Regions from separate parts of the Ovis aries genome. Here region 2 is linked to region 1. Evidence: chromatin contacts called from public Hi-C data. All regions are on one chromosome and are shown on one strand. The core of a region is the stretch at or near the end of the contact, and the rest is flanking DNA. Distances in the headings are between cores, read along the strand shown. Region 1 overlaps METTL25 (methyltransferase like 25). Region 2 holds the start of TMTC2 (transmembrane O-mannosyltransferase targeting cadherins 2).

What was found. Hi-C and Micro-C count contacts between places; a contact is called where the count stands out from the background.
Region 2: a contact with region 1 is called in a Hi-C map of hypothalamus, with 3 times the contacts expected there. The contact joins the promoter of TMTC2 here to the enhancer-like site in region 1. A contact is called at or near these places in 3 of 16 Hi-C or Micro-C datasets (hypothalamus, skin fibroblasts and tail adipose tissue).

The regions. Positions count from the first base shown.
Region 1 is chr3:118,555,825-118,559,100 of ARS-UI_Ramb_v3.0, forward strand. The region is part of intron 12 of METTL25 (methyltransferase like 25); the gene reads left to right. Among named protein-coding and RNA genes, the nearest start is that of TMTC2, 160 kb to the right of the region's middle. Within about 2 kb of position 1,622, at least 9 of the 54 cell types and tissues checked have an H3K27ac peak or open chromatin away from gene starts, as enhancers often do. A contact at or near this core is called in hypothalamus, where this site is marked.
Region 2 is chr3:118,713,335-118,716,610 of ARS-UI_Ramb_v3.0, forward strand. It overlaps TMTC2 (transmembrane O-mannosyltransferase targeting cadherins 2), which reads left to right and starts at 1,673. Exons shown (of 12, transcript XM_004006230.6): 1 at 1,673-2,434. The coding sequence starts at 2,352. It overlaps LOC132659530, which reads right to left and starts at 2,115. Exons shown (of 3, transcript XM_060413666.1): 1 at 2,033-2,115; 2 at 1,301-1,991; 3 at 1-828. The coding sequence starts at 2,115. The coding sequence ends at 628.

The DNA.
Region 1 (3,276 bases), core at 372-2,871:
CTGTTTTGTCTGGTAGCTAGTATACTTTGGTGCCCTGGTCAAAACATTCAATTACATATACCTATTATACTCATTTATTCTCCTCACAAGCCTATTTGCTAAGCCTCAATATCCCCATTTTATCGGTAGGAAAAACTGAAGCACAGAGAGATAAAATAATTTTGTCCAGTCTATGGTAATACAGCTTGTAAATTGTGCAGGCATGCTAAGTCATTTCAGTCGTGTCTGACTCTTTGTGACCCTATGGACCATAGCCCGCCAGGCTCCTACTCTGATGGGTAAGCAGGTTGTGTTGTGGAGAATAATCAACCTACATGTCTTGTTTTCCTTGTGGGAGTGGGAGGAGGAGGATTGTTTGCGGCTGTGCATTTAGAACCAAACATCAATTTCCAATCATCCTTTATCAGTCAGAGTGAAGTGAAGTCACTCAGTCATGTCTGACTCTTTGCAACCCCATGGACTGTAGCCTACCAGGCTCCTCCATCCATAGTATTTTCCAAGCAAGAATACAGGAGTGGGTTGCCATTTCCTTCTCCAATTTGAAGACAAAGGACCACAGTAAACATTCATTGTGCACTTACCAAGGGCACTTACCTGTATTCTTTCATTCTCTCCTCATAACATAAATGTAGTATGTCTGCCGTTTTATAGATGAGAAAAGTCTTTGGGGAAAGCGCTGGGAAAAGACAGAAGCCCAACTTCTTGTTCCTGTTGCAGCTTTTTCTAGTGCTCAGAGTTAGTTGTCCAATTCCACAAGTCCGTGGGCCGTATTTCTTCTCATCTATCAAATGGGAAGGATAACATCCATCCTTTGTAGGGTATTCCCTGTAGCTCAAAAGGTAAAGAATCCACCTGCGGTGCAGGAGACCCAGGTTTGATCCCTGGGTCAGGAAGATCCTCTGGAGAAGGGAATGGCAGTCCACTCCAGTCTGCTTGCCTGGAGAATTCCCTGGACAGAGGAGCCCAGCAGGCTACAGCCCATGGGATTGCAAAGAGTTGGACACGACTGAGCAACTGACACTACTACTACCACTATTTGCTTCATAGGATCCTTGTGGGGTCAAATGAGTCACTGGATGGGAAAGAACTTTAAAACTCACAAAGTGCTGTCCACATTCAGGGAATCATTATGACTGTGTTATTCCCATCCCACAAAGGCAGCTGCTGTAGGTAAAACTGCAAGTTCATCCTCTGCCAAGTGGCCCATGACAGGGACCACAGTGATGCTGTCCAACAGGCATGGCAGAAGAGAGACTGTGTCCTGAAAATCATTTAAACAGAAGGAAAGGAAGCATAGTTAAAACAAAACCTTCAGAAATGGTGTTGTAGGGCTGAGACAGAGCCAAGCTGAGAAAACTTTGGGATACTTTCTTTGCTCTTGAGAACGATTCTAAGGCTTGAAAATCAGCCAGGTGGAGAAAAAGAGAGTAAGTTCACAGCAGACTTCACAGCAGAAAGAGAAAAGCACAAACTCACACATTTGGGGAAAATGAGCATCACAATACAGAAAAGTATTTTTAAATCCACTCAAAAACTGACCAGAGATTCTAAGCTATGGCTGGATGTTTGCAAACACAACAGCTGCTGCATTCCACAGTCTAGAAGGGAAATAATGGAAACTTTCTTTTCTCTTTTCCAACAAGACACAACAAAAGCAGAGCTGATGTAATTAATGAAAAAAAGATGGCTATTTAAAACAGTGAAGGCACCGAACAACAGAATGGAATGGAAATGAGGCCCACATTTAGGGACAATTTGTTATTTATCTGCTGTTCTTTTAATGCACACTGTGTTCTGCTAATATTCCCCTCTCCAGGGAGACTACCAAACCAGGTTGGTTAGCGATACAAGCATGAGGAGTTAGATGCTATGATATAAGCAGTGGGTGGATGGAGTTATTTCTTGAATATTAATTAATGTAGTCCATCCAACTTGAAGACTCTTACAGTTGAATACTTCAACTTAATGGATCTGTTTTCAAATTCCCTTTAATGGCCCTTCTGTGACCATAATATCTACTTTTCCAGACATCCTAAGTAGAAACCATTATGGACAATGTATGTAAAATCCCCCAAGGATAGCATATGGAGGAGAAACTGTGGACTGCCAAATTCAGCAGCTCTGGAGAGAGTGTTTCTGAATTAAACTTGAGTCTACAGGGATTACAGTTCATTTATGACTGGCAAAATATATCTTCCCAATTCCGAAAGATAAATCCCACTGATATATATGTGGATTTCACAAGTGTTTCTCAAAAAACACAAGGCAAAAGAATCTTTCCACAAAATGTAGAAGTTCTATGATATTTTGAAATTATGATAAGTCACATGTTATGTTGGCTCTCACTGTTAAATAGAGAATTTTGTAAGTGCTGTACCAACTCTGACCTGAGGAAACTTGGTTCAGAAATTTCATGCTGAGATGTTAGGGGAAAATGACTGTTTTGAAAAACTTAAAAGGACTGACAAGGCAGTGACTACAGTCTTTGTTGTTTTAAAGATAAATTTAACAACTTCAAAAGTTTGGAGAGGAGGGAACCAGAGTATTGCAAACTTTTTCTTTTGCCAAATAAGATCAGTTTTAATTTTATTTTTTATGAAAAAGATAATAGATATTATTGATAGCACAGACTCAGAGTTTAAAGTACAGTTCTTTAAATTAATGTACTTAGCTTCATGAAAAATCATCCTGGTTTATCTTCATGTTTTGATTTCATTGTGGACCAGGGAAAATATTGTGGCAAACCAGAGCTGGTCTATGAACCCACAGTTGAAAACCACTAGCTTGATTCACTTCATTAGAATGAGCTGGTTCTCTACCCTAAGCAACTATTAAAATCTAATTCAAAAGCTTTCAGCATCCAGCAAACTCCTGTAATTTAGCACAAAGTGATTAAATCTTCTAGTGAGTGTTTACATTTATTGGTGAATGATACTTTATTCTGTACCCATGCAATAAATTTCTTGGAATACTATTTATTTTTTAAATTTCCACTTTCAAGGAGCTGATATAGCTAGAATTTTAACCATTTTAAATATTTAAGACTATTATTTTAACTTGAAATGCTAGTAAACTTCTAACTTACATGCACAGAATACTTATTCTTATCCTGAATAAAACTTTTTTTTTAATACTCTTTTTCTAACAGGCTAAGTCAGACCATGAACTCCAAGAATCTTTAAGACTGCTTGTTTATTGGCACTGTTTTGTATTTGTGTGCAGAGAATTAAGAAATTGTATTATTTAGTGATTTTTGCTGTTGCAATATTTCTAAAT
Region 2 (3,276 bases), core at 423-2,922, 160 kb after region 1:
TATTACTATCATCACTGTTTTATAGGTGAGAAAACTGAGGAACAAAGAGGTTAAGTGACTGGCTAAAGGTCACCCAGATGGGAAGCACTAGAATAGGGACTCACACTCAGGCATCTGATTCTAGAGAAGCTTGATCTTCTTCCAAGTGTCCTAGGATCCAGTATCAACAGGTAAGTGCAATGGAGAGACAGAGAGGGCCTTTGATGGGTCAAACTTTTTGACAGTGGGCAGAGGTTATGAGGTTAAAAAGAAAGAAAAAAAAAGGTAAAGATCAGCCCCTACCTTTACAGATACAATTCCCTCTTATGTGCATTTACTTTTTTCCCAAGGCACAAAAATGGAACCATCGAGCATGGCACAATATAATGAATATTCATGGTTTCATCTATGTCTACATCGATTTCCTCGTGAACTCAGGAAAAGATGGAGCTTTGTTTTGCAGACACCCAAACCACGGTACTTGATTTTCAGGCCACTGTTAGACATCCTGGGGATGGGGGTGGTGGGGGGTGGTCAATTTCTCCAGGCCGTTTTGGAGAACTTGCTGGTTAGGTGCTGGTTAGGTTTGAGAGGCGGGGGAGAGGGGAAGTCGGCCTCCCGGGGTCAGTTTTTTATGCTTTGCGGCTGCTAAGCAGCAGGGGGCGCTGCAGCAGTGTACTTCGTGGTCCAAGGGAGCCGCTCATCCAGCCGGAAAGGCCAAGTCGAGAAGAGGTGTGGCAGGCAGCCCACGGTCCTCTTCGGTCCTGCAACTTTAGTACCCAGACCTCGTTCTCCACAGACCATTCTTCTACACAATATTTCATCATGTTGGATGCCTTCCATCCAGTCCTGCATCCGGGCGGAAAGGAAAGGGCATTAGCTTCCAGTCTTTCTAGGTTTAAGCATAGCGCTGTGCTGGGTCGTTAAGACGTCTCTTCTCTGTGTTCGTTCTCCCAGTCCGACTGACAGTTCCCTTGAAACCACGAAAAGCCGCCGCAGCTGCGGGTACGCCTGGGTGCGTGCTAATCTTTTTGTCCTCTGTTGGGGTCCTTTCTTTTTAAGCTAACTGAGGGACTATTTCCCTCCCCACCCGTCTCTCCATTGACATTCGGGACAAAGGTCGGCTCGGAGCTGAAATCTCTCCCTCCTAAGATGCCCCCTCAAACTCGCCAACCCCCACTACCCACCCCATTTCGGCTCCTGCACAGTGAGGGTGTCTGACGCGTTGCGTGTGTGTTCGTGGCGACCAAGTCTGCAACACTAGCCAAACCTGTTCTTCCTCTCCCGGTCCCCAGAAGTCTCTCCAGCTGACTGGACTTACGCCTGGCATCGCTTGGCACACGCAGCGCCCGGGGTTGAGATCCTGCTGGTGCCAGGCGCCGCCAGGCAGCAGAGGAGCTAGCGACCGCGTCCTCCCGGTCTCATTTCTCCCGCGCCCAGGGCGCACTCCAGCTACCTCTTTGGGCTGTTTTCCAGCCGTCGCCCCTGGGTCCCCGCGGCTTCCCAGACTGAAATCGAAGGTGAGCAAAACGGGGGGAGGGCGGGAGGTGGGAAGGCGGAGCCTCCCGCCCGGGGAGAGAGTGGGAGGAGCCTCTAGCCTAGGGGGTAACGTGGGCGGAACCTTAGGGGGTGGGTCTGGGTGGGGAAAGGGGCGGGGCGATCCGGGGATGGAGGGTTGGCCACGCAGGCGCGGGGGGACAGCGCCGAGAACCCCACGCGGGAGCTTCTGGAGGCTCCAGCCACCGCTTCTCACTTCACTGGATAAGGGGCTAGGGCCGGGAGGGGAGCTAATAAAGAGTGAATGAGCTGCAGCCGCTGTGGCGGCCGGAGTCTGCCCGAGCGGCATAGGAGCCGTGCGCCCGCGAGGCGGCGAGGGGAGGCGGTTTGCCTTGTCCCTCCCAGCCGCCCTTCTCTCTCTCTCTCTTCCTCCAGCTGGTCCCAGAGCCCGGCTCGGTCCGGTCCCTCTGCCCCCATCCCGCACTCTCCCACCTTCTCCGAGTCCCACTCCGCACCTAGGGCGTCCCGCACTGCCATGGGTTAGGGTGGCGGCTACGAGCCGCGCGAAGGACCAGCCTTGTGCATCCGCCGGGGGACGCGGAGCCCGAACGCCGCTTGCCGCTCGCCGGCGCAGGGCATGGGGAGCGCGGTGTGAGCCCGCACCCGGGGAGGACGCAGGAGCTGCGGAGCCGGGCGAGGAGGAGAAGGAGAGCGGTGGATTGGAAGGACCCGAGGGAGGAAGGAAGGGTGGGGAAGCGAGGGAAAAGTGAAGCTGGGAGGAGAAAGCGGCAGAAGGTGGGGATTGATGCTTCTGTTTTTTGTTGCCGCTGCTGCCCTCGCGCTGGGAGCCGAGCCGGAGGGAAGGCGGTGGAGAGATGATTGCAGAGTTGGTGAGCAGCGCTCTGGGGCTCGCCTTGTATCTCAACACCCTGAGTGCGGATTTTTGCTATGATGACAGGTAAGGGGTAAGAGGAAGGGGTGACGGGCTGCCTGGGGACTCCGTGGTGGCTTTGAAGCTTCCCGCTTTAAGGCTGGAAGTGCATCTTGGAGGGACTATTCCTGCACCTGACGGCTTAGGAGACGCGTAAACATCCGAACCTAAAGCAAACATTCGGGATGCGGGCGCACAGGGCGGGCTGGGGGAGTTTGGGTTCTTACTTTGCAGCAGGTTCCTCTCCCTTGCTTCTAGACTGTTGGCAGACGCTTAAGTTTCTTAGCGGAAGTCTCAGCAATTTGGGAAACTGTTTAATGAACGCATTAAAAAACAATTCTTAGGTATTCCTTGGTGCAACAAAAGCACATTGAGCGATTTTACGTCTGGGCTGGAAGGAAGCTGCTCCCTGCACTCTGATAGATCTTCCCTGTAACGTTTCCTTTTATTGATGGGACACTTTTATTTCCCGAGGTTGAAACACATTTGACAGTTGCCCAAATAGTGGAGAGATCGCACTGTTCCAACTTTCCCTTTTGACGCGTGGTGTACATTACTTTGCGCCATGGCAGTGCTGCGCCCCCGCCTCTCGCACAAATCAATGGAGTATTACTTTATAAAAAGCCTGGGCCTTCATTTCTGTTTGGGAGTTTTACTTTCGAAGTTAGCGATTCTTTTGTGCTAATTGGGGGAAGAAGACGCCCCTAGAGACTGAGGTTGTCTTCTGCATTTGGGTTAGTTTGGGTGGCTAATGAGACCTGAACTGTGTTGTCAAAGAAACTGCATCGATTTCTGGGAAATGTCACAGTTGTCCTCGTGTCTCTACCTATTTTTTTAAACGTTGTTAGTGTTTAGAAACTGATGAAAAG